Linked DNA regions of Mus musculus: region 1 is linked to region 2. A link is a contact called in public targeted proximity ligation data. All regions are on one chromosome and are shown on one strand. The core of a region is the stretch at or near the end of the contact, and the rest is flanking DNA. Distances in the headings are between cores, read along the strand shown.

Region 1 (6,815 bases), core at 3,120-5,619, 600 kb after region 2:
AGTGTCCAGTGGAAGGGATGGATGGTTACTAAGTATTGAAGCCACCATGGACTTCCTGGGGTGACAGGAGTGGCTCATCTCAGTTCTCCATTGTCTGCCTTCTTTTGCAATCTACCTTTTCAGCTTTCTCCCATACCTCATCTCTGCCTCCAGTATCTTCTCTCCTTGGCTTTCATAATTAGATGCTATTCCTGTCCAATCACGGCCCCTCCCACTCCTTTCTGTTGCTACATATTCTTTCCCCTGGCTTTAACTGTGTCTCTTCCACGGTTTGGACCTTGGACTAATTTCTTTATTTTCTGCCTGGTTTTGCCTGAAACACTGTCACAGTATCAACCTTCACCTTCAGGCTGATAACCCTGCAATCCATATCTCTAGCCCTGACCTCTCGCCTAAGTTCCTGCCTCTTATCTCTGTCTGTCACCGCTGGAGAGTTCTGCCTGGATTTCCCACCACCACACACCCAGAGCTGGCTTCGAAGACTCCTGCCTATGAGGAAGGTGTGTGTGTGTGCCCTGTGCATGTAAGAAAATAGAGCAGCACACCAAACGCCAAGACTCAGAGAGTCCGTGCATGTCTATGTGAGACTTACCCTTACTTCCACTGCAAACAGCAATGCCACATTGTAACTACCTACTAGGTGTCAGACACATCACATCACCGCCTCAATTAATCCTCAAGAAAATCTTGTACTATGGGAATTGTTTGCACTTTTACAGGACAGGAAACTGAGACATGAAGAAATTCAACAGCTTGCCCTATATTACACAAACTACTAAGTGGAGAGACGGTGACTGTCTTTCCCAAAGCTTGTGTGCCTTCCATCACATTCATGACTACCAAAATACTTTTTATTCACAGTTAAATTTCCTGAACAATGGGGGAGGGGCAGCAGTTAACTCTATGGGTCTTTGGTGTTTGGTGGGATCTATTTTTATAGACAAGGTTTGCCTATAATAATAGGTGGTGACTGACTGTGAGAGCTTTGGATTCAGCCTGGGCTGTCTCCTACTGCGTGTTCAATAGCCATCTATAGAGTGAAGACACATATACCTTCCTCTTGGGAGCATTGGAAAGAACTAATGAAATATCATTCGTCAGGAATCAACCCCAGTTGTCAGATGTGGCAGTGTACCCTTGTAACTTCAACACTCAGAAAGTAGAGGCAGGAGAATAAGGAGTTCAAGGCCAGCATCAGAAGGCAGCCTTGGGTACATGAAGCCCAGTTTCAGAAGCAAAACCAAAAAATCCATCCTAATTATTTGGGGAGAGGAAAGGGCCTTTGAGGAGGCAGAGGGAGAGTATGTGTGTGTGTGTGTGTGTGTGTGTGTGTGTGTGTGTGTGTGTAGTCTGACTGTCTAAACGCTTGGTATATGAATATGAAAATGGTATGATTCTGTATAACTAATATAAATATAGTAAAAAATTTAAATCTTCCCAAAATACCCATCCACTGATAAATGTCTAAATGGGACCTGATATATCCATATGATGGAATACTACCTGATAATAAAAGAGAATGAATTCTGCTGCAGGCTACAATATGAATGAGCCTTGATAATATGCCAAACGAAAGAAGCTAGACACAGGGAGACAGACATACTTTATTCCATTTCATATCAAGTCTTCGGAATAAGAATAATCAGTAAAATCAGAAAGTAGGAGTGTGGTTGATTAGTTGGAGATAGGGGCTGCTAATTTCGGGTGGAGGTGATAGGCAGACAATTAAGGCATATGAGCTATTGGCTGCACAGCTCTGTGTATCTGTTAAAGTCCACAGAAGCATACACTATTATTGGGTGAGGTCCAAGGTATATGAATTATATCTCAGTAAAATGGTTAAGGAGCAGAATGAATCTCAAATGTTCCACCCACCATCAGCTGTGGGAGGCTGGACACACAAAAATTCCTAGGAATTCCTTTATATAATGAAACTTGGTTGAAGGAATTTGCAAAGGACCTCAGAGAGCTGATGTGTGAAGTTGTAGGGGGATTTTCCTGTCACTTTCTGTCACAAAGGCCCTTCTTGCTTTTGCTTGAACTGTGAGGCTGTGTAAGCCATGTTTCCTTGGAACCTGGCCTTGGAGGTCCAGAAGAAAGGAATATTTTCTCCAGTTTGTCAGTCAGAGAAGGGAGCTGAATGGCAGCTCTTGCATCTCCCCCAGCCGAGATGGCCAAAATCACAATCAATACAACATAATGCTGACCCTGCGGATCAAACACACTGATTTACTACCTCTACCAAATTTTCACTTTGATCATAGCATTTTAAAACGTGGACCTGTAAGTTGGGATGTAGTGCTTACCAAGCATGCAGGAGGGTCTTGATCTGAACAAAACAAAACAAAACAAACAAACAAATAATAAAATTCAGATCTGAGTCCCTTAGCATATCCCTACAGTGTTCCCAAAGAATTTGTCTATCTGTGTCTTGAGAGATTTAACATGTCTTCATGGGGATGCATAAATTCCTCTGCAGGTGATTGAAAGAGCGTAGAAATGTGGACGACATGTTCAAATAGACTAGCGTGTTTTTAACTGAGTGCTGGTCAGATAATTACATCTACAATCTATAGGTGCGAAACAGATTGTAGCCCTCAAACAAAAAAGGCAAGTTCATTGACTGAATTCATACGTGTTTATTGTCCTTTTCTGTACTGTATTAGTGTCTTTAACTGGCTAGACAATCATAAATTTTTTTTAACTCTCAGTAAATCTTATCAGTACCCAAATAATGGGATCCGTGTTTACAAGCCGGTGATTGTGTTCACCTTTGATAAAGACTACAGACGGTCAATAAATGCGGAGACATTTACATGGCCGGTAGGAGCCTAACTAAACTATCTAATCTTTGAAAAGACAGCCAACACAATGAACTCCGAAGTTAATCCCTTCAAATACTAGAGAGACAGGTTAGTGCTTAAACTCAAATCACTCTGCACTGAAGAAAATACCCATTAAGGCTTTTTTTTTCCCCTTTGACTCCCAGAAAAGAATCCCGATTGCAGTTTGCTCTCTGAAGGCAGGTCTTTATCATCCACATTCAGTGACTTCTAGGACCTGAGCTTGGGAAGGGGGGTGGCTATTAACGATTGTATGAATGACCTCGACAGTCTTTGACAACTTTAAAACTTCACAAGAACATTTCTCTTTCATTTCACAGAAGCAAAACACATTACTTTCTGATTCATCTCTCTTAGTCAAGGAAGCAAGCTTCCACGTGTTTAGAGTTCCTGGATATTATAGTACTTTATTTATTGCTTGGAGAGTCTTAAGAAGAGGCTGGACTGAAAGACTATGAATTAACCCAGTGGTCCATATTACCTAAAAAGGAGAAAAGTTTAAAAACCCTGACCAGATGCTTTGAAGAAGGCAGATTATGAATATCTGGGTCAGAGACATCAATTCAGATACTAAAAAAGAAAAAAATTTGAGTTTTCTGTGAAGGAGTGAGGGAGGGAAAGAAAAAGACACACACACACACACACCACACACACACACACACCACACACACACACACACAGAGAGAGAGAGAGAGAGAGAGAGAGAGAGAGAGAGAGAGAGAGAGAGAGAGAGGAGACAGAATCCCCATCTTGGGTATACAGGCAATCCGGAAGGCTCAGCCTTGTTACCCACTGAACTTCCAGGATACTGGGCTCGAGAGCAAAGCCACACTGTGGGCTGCAGAGCGCTGACGTCCTGTTCTCCACAGGTAATGAGGATATTCTGGCTGGCCTGGCACTTAGCCATGCCAGGAAGCCCGCTGGAATCTTGACTTTGTGGATTAAGAAATGGCAGGAAGTTTACCAACGTCCGGAGTTCAGGAGCACAGCTTTGCCCTCAGGTCAGCAGTGGGAAGTCTTGGATGAAGGCTAACATGCTTATTTTTGCATAAACTTTGAACTCACTCTGATAGGCTATCGGTAAGTGGGTAGATTTGGTATGGGGAGGGATGGTTCGGGGGACACTAACAGACTTGCAACTTCAGAACCGCACGTTCATTGACTCAGCTCTAATGTCGCAGTCACCCACGGATACTCCTAGCCCGAGTCACCCCCTTGGCCTCGTGACCCTACTCATTTTGTTGGACTAGACGGAGCCTTTGTTCAAGTAGACTTTCTCTACCCTAGTCCCACAGCCGAACAAAGCTGGAACATGGCACAAAGCCAAGCTGGGCCTGGCTTTGTTCGATTTTGTTGTTCTTTTGTTCTTTCTCTGTGTCTCTGTCTCTATCTCTGTCTCTCTCCTTTCTGTCATGGACAGGGTCTCCTGTCGGTGAGGTCAGCTTCAAACTCTATGCTCTCCTGCCTCCATCTCCCAAATGCAGGGCTTCTGGGCAAGCGCTGGACATCTGGTCTCATTCTGGATCCCTTATCTCTATGGCCCTTCTGGCTTCTCAGCTCTTGCCTTGTATATTTCTCTAGGCCCTTATCTGTTGTTCTGTTGTGAGTGGATTATTTTATACCTTTATTTTTCTTCTCTTCCCACCTCATTGTTACAAGGACCTTGCTTCCTGTCTACTGAGAAAATAAAGTCAGCAGAAGGAAACTTCCATAGGTTTCCACAACCTTATAGATCCACTGACCAACATTTGGGTTCATAGACTATATTCTCTCTCTCTCTCTCTCTCTCTCTCTCTCTCTCTCTCTCTCTCTCTCTCCCTCCTTATTTTGTCTCCTTTAACTCCCCTCATCTACAGAAACTGCTCTTGTAAGACAGCCACTGCAGTGGAGTTTTTCATCTTGAGGTAACCTGAGATTTGAACCCACCCTTAGGATAGGAAGTAGAAGGATAGGCGTAGCCTGGTTGTCTAGTGACTTGGGGGGGGGGGCAGACAAGACCTAGCCTGCATTAGTCACATCTAGAAGTGTTTGTGAGTTTTCAATTAACAATATAATTTGTACTGAATAGAAAATTTGGTATAAAAGTAATGAGACTAAACGTATAGGTGTTCACTAAAGAGAAAGTTCATTACACCCAGGTTCTGAGGATGAAAACATTGTTACTATGCTCAGTTTCATTTACTGAGATGACATCATCACCATCATCATCATCATCACCATCATCACCACCATCATCATCACCATCACCACCACCATGATCATCACCATCACCACCAGACACATTTCTGTGCAACACAAACTTCAGATCTCTACAAAGGCCATTACTACTCTACTGCGAGAGCAAAAGAACCAGAAGGTTTTCTGAGGAATCAGAATTTGGCCAACGTGATATTGACCTATATTTGGACTTTTAGACTTATTTTTTTTTTAAATTGTTTGTATGCATGAGTGTTTGTGTGGAGGGTTGTGCACATGAGTGCAGGTGCTCCCAGAAGCCAGAAGAGGACACTGGATCCCCTGGAGCTGGAAATAAGAGGCTACTCTGAGCTGCAGGATTGAATTTAAGGGTTCTCTCTCTACACAAGCGGTAGATGCTCTTAGCTGATGAGCCATTTCTCAGCCCTGAAACACAGTCTTTTTTTTTTTTTTTTTTTTTTTTTGATACAGAGTTTCTCTGTATAGCCCTGGCTGTTCCTGGAACTCACTTTGTAGACCAAGCTGGCCTCAAACTCAGAAATCCTCCTGCCTCTGCCTCCTGAAACACAGTCTTAAACCTTAAATTTCACTTCCACCTCCAAGGCTATTTATTAACTGTAAGCCTAGTTATAAAGAGAGACTAGTTATAGGTGTGGAGAGATAGTTCCAAGATCTTTGTTCTGTGAAATTCAGGTCAGGGCATGTGGACACGGCTCACCTTTAAGATGACTTCTGATTGGTGGAAAGATCATGTTGCTTCAAATGCTGCCACTCACACTAGCTTAAATAATATATGCGTTTTTATTAACTATTTGAGAGCTTCTTACAATGTATATTGATCATATTCACTCGGCTTCTTACTAACTCCTTCAAAATCTCCCATCTCGATATGTGTCCTTGTAGATGTGTGTATATTTATTTATTTGATAATTTAATAATCCATCAACTCAATCATGTGCTATTAATTTATCCTTCTGGGTGTGGGGCCATCCACTAGAGTGTCACATTGGTTTTGGAAAGCCATTTAAACCCAACGTTTCTTGATAGAATGGGAATTTCATGGAGGGTGGGTGTCAGGGCTGCTGAGAGGAAAGACTAAGGAGCGAGCAGCAGGCTTGGCTGACATTCTACAAACACTTGAGCGTTTTGAAACGTGCTCACTTTCTGCAAAGGTTACTGTCAAAATACCGCACTTCCTCAGCGAGCCCCTGTATGCCCACACACTGATTGTTTTAGGATGTGACCAACTTCTGTGGAGTTGAGCTCGTTGGCTTCATTTTTCCCTGCAACGTTTCCTCCGTACTCATTGATTTCCATGGCTACACGATGATTGCTTCCTGAGAAACAAAAGAACACATGTGTTTAGAAGCGAAAAGGAAACATACAGATCACCTATTGAACCTCAGCCCTGGAGAGCCCCGAATAAATGGAAACTTTTCTTTCTTTCGGGGTGTGTTTGAGGCAGAAAGGATCTCAACAGTCATTCTCTTAAGTTTTACTCTCCAATTGTTGTCCTTGGGAGGGGCCAGACTCTGTCAGGGACTGCAAACCAAACTGACTCCCACAAGTTCTGTAGGATAGGCTGTCCGCAGAATCAACATTTCTGAGCAGTTGCAGATCTGGAGAAAATGATAGCGGGTAATGGGAAACTTGAAGAGATAAAGGGTAGTGAAACCTATTGTGGTCAGGCATGTCTGCAATCCCAGCATGCATAGGGCTGAAGCAAAAAGATCATATTCAAAACCAGCTTGAAGTATTGTGAGAGCTATCAAAAAA
Region 2 (6,756 bases), core at 2,148-4,647:
TAACCTTTTATAGCTGGAGTGAAGAGTGCTTACTGTACTGCTCTAGCAGAGAAGCAGAACTGGGTTCCTAGCAGCAAAGCCACCTGAACTCCAGTTCTAGGGGCCCATCACTGTCACCCTCTTCTCTCCTTGGTGGAACCTGTACTCACATGTACATACTGCCACACATACACAGGACTAGAAATAAAATCTTTCCAAGGGAGGTCCAACCCCATCAGCCCTGGGCTGTGAATAACAACTCTTCCCTCCTCTGAGAGTACATTTCAAGTGTTCTGGGTTCCACTTGTCTGAGCCTGCTGCTGGGGGGGGGGGGTGGTTTGTGGAATTTTCTCTCGACATTCCTTTTTATTCTGTAGCTCTCCCAGACTATGCTCTTGAGTGTTTGAGTTTCACGTGTGAATACAGTGGCTTTATTACTCTCCTCCATTAATGTCCTCCTACCCTTTCAGTTTCCTTCCTGGCCCTGACTGACCTTCTTCTCTCTTCTCCCAAGTGCATTCTAGCTGCCTCTTAGGAAGAAAGAGGTTGTAGGCTTGGAGAAGGTGGGGCAGAGCCTTTGAGTCCACCTGGAGAACTGTCTCCAGTCCAGCGGTTCCCTCTAACTCACTGCTGTCCCTTCTAATATCTGATGGCAAGGCTGCAGGTACTGGGTCTGGCCAGGCCCATGTTCCTTAGCTCTGGGTAGCCAAATAGAGGGGCGTTCACACCCCTTACTAAGCACAAGCACCTTAGTCTTAACCCCTCCAACCACCATCACAGATCCCAAAGCACAATCTCTGGTAATCTGTCAAGCACTTGAGCCTGGCCAAGGTCCTGGCTTTGTAAGGGGGCAGCTCCCTCGCATTGAGAGGTCTTATAGGCAGGGACCATTGGTTCCAAGAACTTCAAGAGGTGGCTCTGGCTCAGGGACTGAGTGGAGCTGGTATCAAATCAGGGGAGTAAGGCAGAGTGTGTTTCTACAGCCACTATAAACTGGGGATATACATGGATCCTCAAGAAATGTATAGGTCTAGTAGTCAGTGCCATGCTTCTCAAAGTCAGCATGCCATAGAATTATAAATGTATTTCATTATAGAACACTGACCTAGAAGCTGGTGGGATCTGGTATCATAAGTGCTATAATGCACTAGATTTCTTTTCAATTCCATTATGTGTAACTTCAGACAACCATACTGTCAAAAATTGTGAACTAGTGTTATTTTCCCCACTCCACAGTTGAGGAATTAAGATACAGAAATTAAGTAACTCGTTCAAGGCTATGCTGTTAACAAAAGGAGTCATCAGAAATGGAGGTTTAGCTCAGAGTCGCACTGTGCCTAGCATGAGCCAGTCCCTGGACTCATCGGCTTAATGAGTAGGGTTGAGTGCTTATTCGGCAGTCATTTGGTTCAGTGCTGTGTGTTCCCATCTAGTCCCTACCAACTCCATCAGCACCATTATTTTCTTCACTTCCCAGATGTAGAAATGAAACTTAGTGATATTATAAAAGTTCTTTGGACACATAGTTGTTATGTGTTATGAGAAAGGACTTAAAAATGAGCCAGTTCAGCCAGGGTGGTGGTGGTGGTGGTGGCACACCACACTTTTAAATCCAGCACACACGAGGCAGAGGCAGGAGGTCAGGGCCAGGTTGGTCTACAGAGGGAGTGCCAGGACAGGCAGGGCTACACAGAGTAATTCTGTCTTTAAAAAACAAAAACCAAACCAACACAAAATGAAATCAAAGTCAGTAGTTAAGAGCACATGACTGGTCCAGAGTGCCTGAGTTCAATTCTCTCAGGAAGCTCCAACCACCTGTAACTTCAGCTCCAGGAATTTTAGATAGTCTCTGGCCCCCTGGCCTCTGTAGGCAGAAGCTACACACATACACATTTTTTAAAAATCTATTGCCTTTGGGGAAAAAAACCAAGTTGATAACAATAGGCCTTTCCTCTCTTCAAAGCTTTAGACTATATATATATGTATATATATATATATGTGTGTGTGTGTGTGTATACATACATATATATGTGTGTGTGTATATATGTGTATATATATATATATATATATACATATATATAGTTTTATTTATATGAGTACACTGTCCCTCTCCTCAGACACACCAGAAGAGAGCATCAGATCCCATTACAAATGGTTGTGAGCCACCATGTAGTTGCTGGGAATTGAACTCAGGACCTCTGGAAGAACAGCCAGCATTCTTAACTGTTGAGCCATCTCTCCAGCCCTGGACCTATATTTTTTGATACTAGGGAAAACATATAGAAAATGTAAACTAGATCATTTCTCTTGCTCAAAACACTCTTCTATACTTCGTATAGAACCCAAATCCTGGGCTTCTAGCCCCACCGTGGAAAAACATCACACTACTTTATAGCTTTGCCTTGTAATGTAAGGGGTAATGTTAGTCACCTGTGCAATACTTTAGCAAGTACTTAGTTCATCTTTTCCTATACAGATCTATTTTACAGTTCACCAAGTTCTTGTGAACTTTCCTGGGTTCATGACATCCCTCCCCACCTTCCACAACCTTTTACAGTGCTTCTCATCATACAGATGACAAGCAGACTCAAAGCCTGAGACATAACTTCTAAATAGGTAACAAGAAGCTAGTGGGCATGTTTTATAAGGAAGGGCGACAGGACAGGTGCTTTTGATGATTAATCTGTCAGTGGCCTATAAACTGGGCTTGCCGAAACTAGAGAAATACTAGTTTGACTACTGGCATTAAAAACAAATTCTAAGGCTATGGTAGTTTACAGAGGAGTGTTTGGCAGTGGAGGGACGGAAGGAGGAAAAGACGGGAAGAAGGGTGATAGGCCTAGGCAAAATCATTAGCAGTCCCTTCACCATTTATGCAGAACTTAATGGTAAATAATAGTAAACACACACTTGAGCCTCCTCCCACCCTCTTCCTCGCGGAACCACACTGCAAATTCTTGGCCCGGAGATTGCTTTGTAGCCCAGACTGACCCCCAATTTCACAATCTGCTGCCTCAGCCTCCCAGGTGCTAGGATTATAGGCCTGCACCACCCTAGCCAGCCCTCGGCAGTGTTTCCTTCTTGACTTCATCCCGCCCACAGCATCGCGACCTGGGCCGGAGTCTCCTTTCTCCAGTTTGTTCCTGTTTGGAAGCCGCCTAGCTGGGTAGTAGGGTCAGGATGGAGAGAGCACTTAGAGACCGAGGTTTGGAACTTTCGGAACTTTAGCTAGGTGATCTTTATCGCTCTCTGGAAGATCAAGACCTCTTTCCGTTTCTCCCATTAATCTTAAAGACTGGGAGCCGGGCTCCCGATCCACGCTGCCAACCCGCTCCCACTGCCGCGGGGCGCTGCTACATTCCGCTCGCCGGCAGGGAGTGGGGATGGGGGGGGGGGGAAAACGTGCCGGTGACGTCACTTCCGGCGTGCAGACGCTAAGTCCGGCGTGCCGGCGTCTGCGTCAGCAGAGAGCGGGGCTGGGGGCACCCGGTTTGAAGTGGTGCGGGTCAGAGCGGCGCCGCCTCCGCCCGTGTGTGGGACCCTGGTCGCTGCGGAGACGAGCTCCGGTGGCCGGCACATGCCGGAAGGCCCGTGCGGGCCGCTCCACGCCGCGCCGCCTGCCGCCCTGCGCCCGGCGGCCTGGGCCTGCGCCGCTCTGCTCGGGAAACGAACGCCGGAGCGGCGCGGCGTGTAGCTCCCTGAGAGTTCCGAACCGCCGGCGCCGGCCATGGCGGTCTCCAGGTGGGTGTCGCCGCCCGTCAGCTAACGGGGAGCGCGCGCGGGCGGGCGGGCGAGGCTGTCGGTCGGCTCCCGGCGCGACGGTGCGGGGCGTGAGCGCTGCTTCTCGTTCGCTCGCCCAGACTTCCGAGGCTTCCCTCGGCTGGCAGGCGCTTTGGGCTCGGGTTACCCGGAGAAGTCGGCTCACGAAGCGCTTTTTCTCCTGGTTAAATGTGACTCGGCGCGTTCGATCTGGCTTTTTTTTTTTTTTCTTTTTTCCTTTTTTCTTTTTTCTTCACCACGTTGCTCCTCTTTGGTTTCTCTTCCCTCTTTGAATTTCTAGGCGAGTTTCTTTTCTTTTTCTTTCGTAGTATCAAAGTCTGTTCCCAAACCACCATTTCACGGCAAAACTTGGTAGTAACTGTCGATGGAGGCGGGGGTTGAAACACTGTTATCTAAGAGACCATCTGGTTATGCTAAATTTTAAAAAAAATTTACAGCGTAACGGGTATAGTCTTGCTCACTTTTTTCTTGAGGTCTAATTCCTCCTTTTTGTTAAGCAGTAAGTATTCTGTCAATCAGCGTGTGGTCTTAAGCAGATGACTATTTTAGCATCTTTCCCCAAGCGTTATCACAGATCTTAAATTATTGTAAAATTTTGCCCACGTGGAAGAGTCTGGGAAAATTATGGAAAGACGTATAAACATTTAACTTGTGTAGCTTCTGATGATAGAATGAGTTGAAAACTTGGAAATGATTTTGGTGTCCCGCTGACGTTTAAGTCGTCGGGATGGTCTCTCCGTGTTTAGTCATTAAGAGTTACCAAAGTCCTTTAGGGATGATGAGATAATGAGAATTGAGTCCTTTCACCAAATGGACTGAGGGAGATAAATGACGAAAATAAACAGCTTTCACTAATTTTTCGAAATTAGTTGAACACATTCCTTTATGCACACTCTTATAAGGAAGGAGTAACCCAAGTCACACACTCCCTAGGTAACTGATGAAATAGTGTGTGGGAGAATCCCATGGGAGCTGAGTGAAGGGAGTTGCTAGGTACTGGTAGTAGGGACAGCTAATTTTTATTTCATAAGCAGACTTAGTGGGAGAAAGACTCTTATTTCAGCACCTATGAAACTGCTTTAAGAGAATACAAGTGGCATTTATTTCTGCAAGTACAGATAGATTTATCTTATAATTTATCTTCCATGTAAATGCATAAATATATACACCAGAAATATGTTGGTACATGAGCATGAGATTTAAAGTCTCTTTTCTGTCTTCTCTTTCTTCTTTGAGACAAGGGGCTCATGTAGCCCAGGCTAGCCTCGAACTCAGAAGGAGCTTTGGTTCTGGGATTAGAGATGTGGTGTTACCTGGCCTTCTCAGGGTTTTTTAATTTAAGGGAATTAGTACTTCCTTTCGTGAAGTAGGTTTATATTTGTACAATGTTGGAAAGCGTTATAGAGGCAAAATGATAGTGCTTTAAAAAAATTGATCTTTTTCGCTTAGCACTAATCTATAGATCCAACTTTTGAAAGAAAGAGTGGGCTTTAAAGGCTTTTGGTCCTCATGATCTGCTTTCAAAGAGAACTGCTGTTTGTTGTTCCTGTTTTTTTTTTTTTTTTTTTAAAACTCACTGCCATAATTAAAGCCAGCCACATTTTATAGAAGCTTCTTCCATGCTTAGTTTAGTAATCTAAATGTAAGCGAAGGCTTTGGATGCCTTGCTTGGGAGGAGGTATTGGACTTTTAAAAATATTTGTGGATTCAGTTTGAAAAACAAACTTTGTAGTTTCAGGTCTGATGTCATGCACTAAGCATAAGTCTGTGCTGAGTAAGCTCCATTTTTCTCTCGTTGCTATTGTGGAAGTGGGGATTCCTTTAAGTACTTTTATGTAAAATAGGCAGAATGTAGTTTGAGAAATGGAGATCGTGTGCCAGAATCAAATAAATACTTTTGCTCTGTTTATGTCAATGCCCATAACTGTAGAGAAACCTTATATTTTTAAGACCCCTTAACCTCACCCCACAAGGGTTACTCTGTGTAACCTTGGCTGTCCTGGAACTTGTTCTGGTTCTGTAGAGTACACTGGCTTTGAATTTAGAGATCCACCTGCCTCTGCCTCCTGAATGATGGGATTAAAGGTATGTGCCACCACTGCCCAGCATTTTAAGATTTTATAAACATTGGTACTGTTGCTCCTTCTTCTGTCCGGAAATCTGGAGTAGTCTTCCTGTCTTTTTCATTTCCTCTTATCTAGCCAGTCACTAGGTCCAATCCTGCCCCACCTTTCTAAGCTTCCTGCAGCCCCTCTTTCTGACTTTCTATAATTGACGCGTTATCCAAACTCCAAACGTCTAGTCCAAGACATCTGCAATAGGTGAGGGGGCGTACACGCACTCTTACACACACACTCAACAACACAAACTTTTTTCTTCCTTTCTTCCCTCTTTTTCTTTCATTTTTTTTCTTTCTTTCTTTCTTTCTTTCTTTCTTTCTTTTTTTTTTTTTTTAAAGGAAAGGGGTTTTATTTTGGCTCAGTTTGAGAGTAAAGTTGGTCATGGTTAGGAAGGCGTGTGGGAACATGAGACAGTTGGACACACTGCATCCACAGTTAGGAAGCAGAAAGAAATGCTCTCTTTAAAAAGTTTTGTGTGGCCAGGCATGGTGGCACAACGCCTTTAATCCTAGCACTCGGGAGGCAGAGGCAGGTGGATTTCTGAGTTCGAGGCCAGCCTGGTCTACAAAGTGAGTTCCAGGACAGCCAGGGCTATACAGAGAAACCCTGACTCAACCCCCCCAACCCCCCCCAACAAAGTTTTGTGTGAGGGGCTGTTGAGATGGCTCAGTGATTAAGAGTGCTGACTGCCCTTCCAGAGGTCCTGAATTCAATTCCCAGCAACCACATGGTGGCTCACAACCATCTGTAATGGGATCTGATGCCCTCTTCTGGTGTGTTTGAAGACAGCTACAGTGTACTCATATACAAAAAATAAATACATAAATAAATAAGTATAACCGCCTTCACCTGCAGCAGCAGCAGCAGCAGGAGGAGG

Evidence for each region.
Region 1: a contact with region 2 is called in a targeted proximity ligation map of pancreatic cancer cells. A contact is called at or near these places in 2 of 39 promoter capture datasets (erythroid cells and liver), 4 of 130 datasets of targeted methods (bone marrow-derived dendritic cells, large pre-B cells, microglia and 1 more) and 1 of 9 other capture datasets (macrophages).

Annotation. Positions count from the first base shown.
Region 1 is chr19:37,517,217-37,524,031 of GRCm38.p6, forward strand. No RefSeq gene overlaps it. Among named protein-coding and RNA genes, the nearest start is that of Gm41842, 26 kb to the right of the region's middle.
Region 2 is chr19:36,922,682-36,929,437 of GRCm38.p6, forward strand. It overlaps Btaf1 (B-TFIID TATA-box binding protein associated factor 1), which reads left to right and starts at 3,398. Exons shown (of 38, transcript NM_001080706.1): 1 at 3,398-3,720. The coding sequence starts at 3,707.